2 separate regions of the Mus musculus genome follow, and region 1 is linked to region 2. The links are chromatin contacts, called in public promoter capture Hi-C maps. All regions are on one chromosome and are shown on one strand. Each heading gives the region's core, a stretch centred on a gene start, on an enhancer-like site or on the middle of the called end of the contact. The rest is flanking DNA. Distances are from core to core; before and after follow the strand shown. Region 1 overlaps Slc6a6 (solute carrier family 6 (neurotransmitter transporter, taurine), member 6). Region 2 has its middle 68 kb from the start of Gm40387.

Region 1 (4,845 bases), core at 1,345-3,844, 150 kb before region 2:
TTTTGCTAGAAGGTGATACTAGAAGATTCTGTGAGGGGAACAGGTGCGGCTGCTTACCAAGCTGAAAGCTGCTTGGATGAGCAAGATTGAGAGCAGGGGGCTCAGAACATGCACCTCCCACCGGGGACATCATGAAACATATACTTGGGCTCAAGTTAGAACCAAAAGCATTCGGCTCCCCCTGAAGTTCAAAGCTCTGGACCTGCCTTGTCCACCTCAAGAATGAGCAATCAGGACTAGCCAACTACAAGACAGATGTAAAAGGTGGTGTACCCCCAACCCTCCGCACCAGGCACTGTGAACAGAGTCAATTCACTTCTTTCTGTCCTTCATTTTAGATTTTCTCAAACCAGCCTCAGGAGAGGGGCCAAGCACCCTCCTCTACAACCACAGTAAACTTGAGCGAGTAGAAGCCGAGAATACTTAGACTGCTGGGATGCCCCGAGTGAAGCACGCCATGTTCTGCCTGGGCTTCCCTTGGTTGTGCAATACCCTTGTTCAAATGCACTTTTCTTTGTTATGGTGCTTGCCAAAAAAATCTTAGAGTCACCATCCCTCTTGCTGTGCTGGCTGCTTACACATCACTGTGGGGAAGGAGCGTGGACGAGGTCTTTGAAGTGGATAAAAGAAAAGAAGCCACTCGGACTGACTACATGCACGGTGTGAACATGCCCATTGTGCACAGAGATCTCTTTGGTGAACCCCATCTTTCTCCCATAACAAGTTTCCTCTGTGTTTTTAGTGGAACCCCGTAACGGCTTTGGAATCACTTTGCATGTGTAAGTGGGGGATATCGACATTTGTAGAGGGTCTGGAAGAGGTGCTGGGCCCCTTGCTAAACAACTTCCAACACAAGAGGCTGTGATTGAGGTCCTGTGCCCTCAGGCCCTTCCCTGCCTTTGGAGCTTCTGAGAATGGGTAAATAGTTCTTCTGAGTGTCCAACTGGGACACAGTGAAATAGATATGTGTGCACAGTGTGCTGTTCACACTGGAGGAGGGGCTGCGTTATGGCCCAGCAGCTGACAGAGGATGAATAGTCTCTGAGGTCCCTGAGGTCAGAGGATCCAGTGAAATGGCCACATTGGATGGCTCTCCAGACGTGTAGTGGGTGGAGACTCGGCATCCAGATACATTGCCTATGAGCCTAGCCTGCCCTCAGCTGAGACATGAATATCTAAATGATCTAGACACAAAGTATCAAGGTACCCTCTGACCTTCCAATACCAAGGCAACCTGATCTCCGCTGAGACATGAATATCTAGATGATCTAGACACAAAGTATCAAGGTACCCTCTGACCTTCCAATACCAAGGCTCAGGATCAGAGAACTGAGACATGACCTTAAGTTTCAAATATAAGGAGATCGAGGGAAGAGAATGGCAGGGACTTAGGGTACCTGCCCTGGTCTGTAAAAAAACACCTAGAATAATGAAGGACAGTCTTCCCTATCTCACCCATCCATGTGGCCTGAAGGAAGACCCAACCCATGGCTCTTGGCAGCCTCTAGAAGCCCCAGAGTAATTAGGTTGGATAACACCTGACCACCCTGCAAGAGAATGGGGTGAGGAGGTGGCCCCTGGTGATATCCACCCCAGAACCCCATCCACTACAGGGCGACTAGAGCCCAGACCCCTAAAAAACCGTGATGAGGTAGTAGGAGTCAAGACCATGTTCCAGAACCTTCTTTGCTGGAGTTCTGGATCCCATGTTGCTAAGGAAGAGCCCCTGACCCTAAGATCGACCATCCATTCTGTGAATGTTAGCATCTTGAGTAGCAACATGGGGCCAACAGGGCCCCAACTCCCCAAAGGCAACAGTGTCCTCATATCCTACTCCCAAATCGGCTCTGTCGTGGGCTCTGAGTGATGTTTCTCCCCTGCCCTCTCGCTCCTGGTGACTGTGGTGGAGGCTGGGAGGGGTGAGGTTTGGAACATAGACAGGAAGGACTCAAGAGTGGATCGGCTTGGCACTGGAGCCCGCCAGGTGCCAAATGCAAACCACAGAAACCAAGGCTGAGATGTCAGCAGCGCTGGTGATTGGTGTGCTAGCTGTGGCTGACCTGAGCCTTATTAGAAAACCAACTTCCATGGCTAAAGCCAGCGGATGCTGGGGAAGTGTTGGGGGCTGGAAGACCACAACTAAAACAGCCACCAAGTTTCATCTCAACCGCCCTTGCTCCTCCCACCTTCAGTGGGCCAGAATGCACTGAGGACCTTTAACTGTAGCCTTTGTACTCAGGTATGGGAGCACATCTTGGGGGGAGAGGGGATGTCTATGTAAAAGCCAGGCTCCCTCCATCCCCCTGGGGTCTGGCTCCATGCCTGCAGTACTCATCTTACACACTAGGTGGCAGTGCCCACCACCACTGCCACCGACACCACCGTACCTGACTCAGCCACATCAGCAATGTCCACCCCTTGCTCTTGTGCCATGAAGCCCAGGATGGAAAAAATTGCGAAGCCAGACACAAAACTGGTACCACTGTTCAGGCATCCCAGCAGCATACAGTCCCTAAGTTACACACACGTCAGGGGGTAAGTTAATCACAACACAAGGAAGCCACGCTCCCTACTTCTCTTTTTTTTTCTTTAATCATCATTTCTAACGTCCACCGGGCCCGCCAGCGCGACACTTGCCTGTACGAGTTATACTTGTACTTGTTATAGCTTCCCAGTGAGGTCATGGCCCCCAGGCAGATTGCGTAGGAAAAGAATATCTGAGTTCCAGCGTCGATCCACACCTGAAGAGGGGAAGAGCATTAGGGTGGTTGCCTGGGGTGATTAACCATGACAATGTCTACACAGGCGAGCTGCAAGGAACCCCAGAGGCAGATCTAGAACCCCAGAGGGCAGATCTAGAACCCCAGAGGGCAGATCTAGAACCCCAGAGGAAGACCCTCTTCTTCCTGCATCAGTTAAGGCCTCTAACTCTGGAGTGACCAGTACCACTCCTGAAACCTTGCTTTTCATATCTACAGAATGGGCCCCTAGCCTACCCTGCCCCTGCAAACAACTTTCCACACTCAGTAAAGAGCAGTCTTCTCTGAGTCTATTGCTAAGTTGCCACGGTCCACATCAAGCACACCAAGGCAGCTTTGACGGCTGTGATGGCTTAGTCTGAGACCTAAGTTAGAACACAAGGCATTCTTTACTTCTCTAGGGACTGTAGCTTATAGCTCTGGAAGGCAGCAAGCCTACCTTCCCAGCTTACAGCTCAGGCTGGCCACCAACCCTGCTCTGCTCCAATTTTCAACTGCTTCCCAGGGGCTTGGGAGCCTGGGACAAAGGTCTCAAAAGACACACAAAAGCCTCCAGGGGTTTCACCAACTCTAACACTCTTCAGCTATGTGCTGAGACAGGGGGACTTACAATTTGACCCCCTTAACCTTCAGAGCACCATTGATCCTATCTGAGGATGGTATCCTAAACATTGAGTCTCTGGTCCTGATGTGGCTGGAACAGGGGCCCCTCCTCGCCTTAGCAAGGAGTGATTGCCTGAGGCAGGCTCTGTAGCTCAGAAGGACTGTGAGCCACTACTGGCCCAGGAGAGAAGTACCAGGCAGTAATGGTTGGCTACACATGGGCATCAAAGAGCCAGAGAAAACACTGCCATCTGTACCCTGTGTGCACCACCGGTTTATACAGGGTCTTGGGATGAGGTACCACACCCTGCTGTACCTGTGGGTCCCCAAGGCGGCTGATGTCAGGGTACAGGTAGAATTTGATGCCTTCACCAGCACCTGGCAGGGTCAGTCCACGGACCAGCAGCACCAGAAGCATGGCAAACGGGAAAGTAGCGGTGAAGTAGACAACCTGTTGTCGAGAAGGCATCGGGTAGACTTGTGAGTGTCCTTGCTGCAATGAAGTGTGGGCCATCCTCTTCTCTCAGAGGCACGTGCTTGCCCTGGGTGCAGCAAGGACCCTAGAGACATATTGGTCTCACTTGCCGTGCCGTCTTTAGTGTGTTGTGCGACCCCTGAGCCTCTGCCACTTTCCTTAAATATGACATAAGGGTCTCTCTTATAGATTTAAAAAAAAATCCTGTGGATAATTCACATAGCCCATTCAGGCTCAGAATTTAACAAAGCAGGCAAGACAGAAAGCATGCCCACCCTTTGAAGAGATTATGCAAAAATACAAACATACAGACTGAGTCAACTATCAGGGACCCTAGGCAACGACTCAGCCCGTGGTCACATGGCACTCAGCACATATCGGCTAGCATGACAACTATCAGTATAACACAGGGGTCGGTGGGGGGGTTGGGAGTAAAGAAAGGGCTCGAGAGATGACACGTGGCTGAGAGGACTGGCTGCTTTTGCAAAGGACCCAAGATTGATTCCCAGCATCCACGTGGCAGCTTAGACCCAGTTGAAATTCCAGTTGCAAAGGACCTGACATCTCTGGTCATCTCTGACACCAGGCACACATAATATTTAGGCAACATACCTACACATATTTAAAAAAAAAAAAAAAAGACAGAAGCAGGTATAGGTGCACATCTGTAATCCTAGCACCCAGGAGGCTGAGGCAGATGTGTTCAAGGCCTGCCTGGGGATACAGAGTGAGACAAGGGGTCAGCTCCAACTCTGAGATGCAGGCCATGTTGGTCACTCTCTCTGGGTTTCTTCTCATATACAATGAGGACAAGAGTCACAGCAGCCCTTATCCAGGGGAAGATGGGTGAGCATCGGCACGGTCAGAGCCCAGCCGATGACTGTCAAGACATACAGCCTGCTTGACAGTGACTTGAGAGGTAGGCAGGAACTTCCCTAAGGTCATGCCCAGAATGGGAAAGACCCAGCAGGTTCCCAGCTTACAGGAGACCCATGGGGTCACGCTGTG
Region 2 (4,909 bases), core at 2,075-4,574:
TCAGCCTCTGTGTGACCAAGATCATGGCTCACTTGAGCCTGAGGTTTCTGGATCCTTCTCAATCTGAATGGCATGGTGGTCTGGAAACAAAAGGCAAGAAAAAGCCATGCCCTTCCCCAACCCAGGTTGTTTTTTGTTTATTTTTAAGACAGGGTCCTACTCTGTAGCCTCAGCTGTCCTGGAACTCCCTATGTAGACCAGGATGGCCTAGAACTCCTAGAGATCTACGTGTTCCTGCCTCTCTGGTGCTAGGCACAATTCAGCTTGGTTTTTGGAGCTACATCTCTCACTGGCTAGACTGACTGGCCCTGGGGTTGCCTTTGTGACTCTCTGGTGTTGGGATTACAAGCATGAGCTACTTAGGTGCCCCGGGATTAAGCCCGAGTTCTCACTTTTTAAAAAGCTGTGCTTTTCTATGTTTTATCTTATGCACAATTCAGGGTTATCCTGGGACCGCTTCCTTGCAGTGGCCAAGGGGTGTGTGATGAGGTATTGAAGCCCAAAAGCTCCTCTTTGAAATTTTATTTTATTTTTATTTTTATGTGTATGGGTGCTGTGCCTACATGTGTACCACATGTGAGCAGTACCCACAGAGGCCAGATTCTCTGGAGTTACAGCTGGATATGAGCTGCCATGTAGGTGCTGGGAAGTGAACCCAGTTCTTCTGAAAGAACAGCCAGTGCTCGTAACCTCAGTACGCTGGGCCACCTCTAGTCCCTCAGCAGCTGCTCTTTCTCCTCAGCTTCCAGCAGCTTCTTTCTTAACGGGGTGGCTGTTGACATATACTCAGATGGCCGTGGACATGAGAGGCAGGTCACTGCTCCCTGTGGCATCTATAGTTATTAGCAGAAGCTTGTAGTCACTCAGAGCCTTGACTTCTAGCATCAGGACAGTGCTATGGTAATGACTGCCAGAGAGCTGTGTGCAGCCTTCTGCAGACATGTCGTGATACCCGTGGAAATCCGCTATTTTTGTTCAGTCAAGACAGGTTCTTGTACCAGGCGCACGCCTTTATTCCCAGCACTCGGGATGCAAGGCAGGTGGCTCTCTGTGAATTTGAGGCCAGCCTGGTCTACAGATTGAGTTCCACGATAGCCAGGGCTACACAGAGAAACCCTGTCTCAGAAAAACAGAACAAAACAAAAAGACAGGTTCTTGATACATGGTCTAGACAGGCCTCAAACTCGTGCTCCTCCTGCTCCTCCTGCTCCAGGCTTCTCAGTATTGGGACTAGAGTGTATATAACCATGCTCTACACAATATTTTTGAGAAGTGGTGTGGGGACCAAGGGACTGGGACATAGGACCTTCTGCATGCTAAGCGAACACCAGCTGAGCTACCTCTCCATCCCTACACACAATTGTGCTATGAGAGGTGCCTGTGGACTCCTTTTGGAGCACACACACTGACTTCTGGTGGTTTTCCACAGCTCTGAGCAAAATGTTTAGAACATCAAAGCTACGCATCCCGACACAGGAACAGTACAGTTGGAGATGACCACACACATGAACACATGTCCTTCTCTTGGGTAAACACTACCTTCCAGATTCTTATAGAGCTCTCCAGCCTGAAGGACATTGGTTTCTGATTCACCCGTTATCACCACACTGTCTTCCTCTACTCGTCAGGTGCACTGCTCTCTTGCAAGTCTTTGCAATACTGTAGGACAAAAACCTTGAGGTCCCCTCTAAATGAAAAGTGCCCCTGTAGCCTTTGGCTTCAGCGACCTGCTGGACCCATACCCCTTACCCCTAGGGCCAGTGCCACCTTTAAATGACAAGAGCTCATTTTTGAAGCCTTCCACCTCCTAAATTTAGAACCATAGATTAAATCCAAATAAGTGGTTAGTTACATAACTTCACATCCCTCTTCATGGCCCCCTCCCCTTGGAATAATCAGCCTTAATCAGCTAACAATGAGGCCCTGGATGTAGCCCCAATCCCCCTGAGAAGCTATTAAGCTTATGTAAGGAGTGACATTGGCCTGGTGTGCTAGGAAGCTTTACAACACATCATCTGTCATCCTATCGTCCCCCTCTCTGTTTGTCCTGATCCATACACACACACACACACACACACACACACACACACACACACACACACACACACCCCGCCTCTCACATGTCTATCAGAATGCTAAAGCTGCTTAGCTAGCCTGGGCTTGAGCACAGGCAAGCTGAGAGAAGGCTGTACTCATCAGAAGGTTCAAATGTATCACCTAAAAATAAAACCCCTAAATCGGTAGCGACAGCACACCCTGGGAGGAAGGGAACTTTCTGCCATAGACCCACTGATGGAAGTGAATAGGGAGGGGCAAGGAGGGAGACTTAAGAGGAAAAGTTTCTTAGCACTGCTCAGTGATGAAATGGGCAGTGAGAGAGAGCTCCCCATTGCTGGGGGTGAGGAAACTAAGACTTTGTGCACTGAGCAGAGATTGAGTAGTGGTGTTTATCCATGGTATGTGCTAAGAACTGTGTTCTGTGGCTGCTGATGGAGAAGGAAAAAGGGTTGCCCCTCAAATGTCCAATGAGGAGTTCTGGACACACAGAAGGGGCTCTGAGGCTCAGCGAGAGTTATCTTGATTGACTAGTAATGTCTGCCATGGTCGCAGAAAACAGTAGAAGAGATGTTATTAGTGCTCTATCTTGTCATTTATCCCTTGTAAGCAAGGAAGCCGGCATTCACAACAGGTTTCCAGTTGGTAGGTGACAGAACCAAATACGGACACAGGCTGTTTGGCTTCAAAGTCTGTTGTGGCCACTACTCCATGATGTCAAGAAAGGCCTTGAGGCTCAATATGTAACCACCAGGCAGGAAGCAGGATCCCTCCTCTTCTAATGCTATGGAGGTTTGTCGTCTCTTAGTTTTGGCTTTAAAGCTGTGCAGGCTGCTCCAGTGTGAGGAACCAGACTTTGTTCAGAACCTCCAATAATCCATCTCCCATCTCTGACTCCGGTCCTGAGAAGATAATGTGAGTGATCCTTCCTATAACACAAAAGCAGAATCTAATGAAACCAAACATGGGCTCCCCTCTTCCTCCCTTCCTGGGCATGGAGGTGTACCAGAACCCTGCCAGAGAGCCCACTCTACAGCACATGGCCATCAGCTACAGACAGCGGCATGATACCTTACACGAACACCCCATTCTTGAGTAGCACATCTGTGGTCAACTGTCATCCTAGTTTCACCGCTGTCGTCTGCTGGTCCCTATTCAATGGCTTCTCATGCCCTCTTATAAGTCATTCGTCCTTCCCTCACAGAGCCTGCTCCCTTTAGCCCTATTGCTCAGCCTCCCTGTCTCCAATTTCCCCCAGGGGAGATCTCACTCCTTCTCTCAGCTGAGGAACACAGTTGCCAGAAGAGAGAGATTTCACAAAGGCCACGCTTAAATCCAAACACAAAAGTTCTCCAATCAAATGTGGCTTGGGGCTGTCCCACCCTCCCTCTTCCTTTTTGTAAGCACAGGGACAGTAGGGTAACAAAGCAAGTTGGGCTCATTGAGGCCACTCGGAGCTTGGCCCAGACCCTGGAGCTGGGGGATCCAAAGGCAAGGCTGCTTTTGTATGGTGCCAGTTGGTACCTTGTTGTGCAAGGCTGGGGGGAGGGGCCAGGGCTGCTGAGGCTGGGAAAGGAGGTTGGGTGTCTCCTGCCCACCGAAAGTTAAACTTGGATGGGCCTCAAAGCAGACAAAGAGGCTTCCTGACGCCACAGAAGTGCCTCCTCCTTTAAAATTAACCCCCACAGCTCACCCTCTCACAGAGATAAGTAAGGAGGCAAACTTCTGGCTGCAAAAGGTGGACCCTGAACAGCCACTACTTCCGGAGTGGACTTGAGCCTTTCTTCGCAGCCCATTAACTGAAGCTGCCTGGAAAATCACAGAGGCCAGTCATCTCCAAATTCTTGGCATCAGATCTCATTGCGCAAACAAAATCTTTCTTGAAAACTCGGTTCATTGAAACAGAAAAGCTCACAAGGTGTCCAGGTGGGATGAGCCTGGGACCCATCTAAGATGCTAGAGGAGTGACAGAGGATTCCTGAGTTTCCCTCAGGATGGGGGTTCCTGGTATCTTGATTCTCTGAGAGCCACCAGCCCAAGCAAGGGTTAAGAGGGGCTGGAAGTGCCTGCCGACAGCCTAGGATACTGTGATTGTCACATCTATTTCTGTCACCTGTTTGCCTCCCTGAGCCCCGTGTCGCCACAGCTGACATTTAAATGAGTTTGCATTTGTGGATCCCACACCAACTGGTGCTGTCTGTGGGTGCTGTGGGGTACTGAGTACGGAGGGCTTCAAACCAGACAGATGGAAGGGAGTGGCTTCGGGGATTAGGATGGTGTGATCCCAGACCATCAGCACTGGCCGGAAGCATCTGAAGTGCCTTAAAGACACAAACCAAGGTGCTGAAGAATGCTAGGAGTGGGCAGACCTGTTCCAGGCACTCTTCCTTTGTGCTGTGTGGCTTCAGTCAAGTCTTACCCTCTCTGTTTTCATCATGAGGACCACTGTTTCCCTAATCACCAAGTGTGTTGTACACACCATGGCCTTAGACTGTATCACCTCCTAGGGAAACTGTTTCTAGTCTGCCTCCCTTGGACTTTTTCTTCTGGCCACTTACCAGGCTGGGGGGACTGGCTGGGGGTGGGGAGCACAGGGCAGTGCCAGGTATCCTGCTGTGACAAACCCTGAGACGTCACTTTGATGCTTTAATAGAACGTCTGTAAAGTATGTTGGTTTCTAATGCACAATCATGTTTTATTTCTGCAGAGCAATTTCTGTGCCCTTCCCCCTGGTGATATCAGTCAGGTCATCTGAACTAACAGAGTTAAAGCACCCCCCCAACCCCCCCCCCCCACACACACAATTTAACACAAGTATGCCATGCGTGGAGTATGGGTCTCAAATGTGTGAAGC

What was found. Capture Hi-C pulls out chosen DNA fragments and counts their contacts.
Region 1: a contact with region 2 is called in a promoter capture Hi-C map of adipose tissue. The contact joins two enhancer-like sites. A contact is called at or near these places in 1 of 39 promoter capture datasets (pre-B cells), 1 of 15 datasets of contacts at CTCF or cohesin (the NIH/3T3 cell line), 33 of 484 Hi-C or Micro-C datasets (B cells, B-cell progenitors, the C10 cell line and 22 more), 15 of 115 datasets of contacts at active chromatin or transcription factors (CD8 T cells, the HPC-7 cell line, T-cell acute lymphoblastic leukemia and 10 more) and 5 of 9 other capture datasets (adipose tissue, embryonic stem cells, embryonic tail and 2 more).

Annotation. Positions count from the first base shown.
Region 1 is chr6:91,738,845-91,743,689 of GRCm38.p6, reverse strand. It overlaps Slc6a6 (solute carrier family 6 (neurotransmitter transporter, taurine), member 6), which reads right to left. Exons shown (of 15, transcript NM_009320.4): 7 at 3,679-3,813; 8 at 2,638-2,741; 9 at 2,388-2,512. Among named protein-coding and RNA genes, the nearest start is that of Gm44981, 19 kb to the right of the region's middle. Within about 2 kb of position 2,594, at least 21 of the 459 cell types and tissues checked have an H3K27ac peak or open chromatin away from gene starts, as enhancers often do. A contact at or near this core is called in adipose tissue and uterus, where this site is marked.
Region 2 is chr6:91,589,921-91,594,829 of GRCm38.p6, reverse strand. No RefSeq gene overlaps it. Among named protein-coding and RNA genes, the nearest start is that of Gm40387, 68 kb to the left of the region's middle. Within about 2 kb of position 3,324, at least 50 of the 459 cell types and tissues checked have an H3K27ac peak or open chromatin away from gene starts, as enhancers often do. A contact at or near this core is called in adipose tissue and uterus, where this site is marked.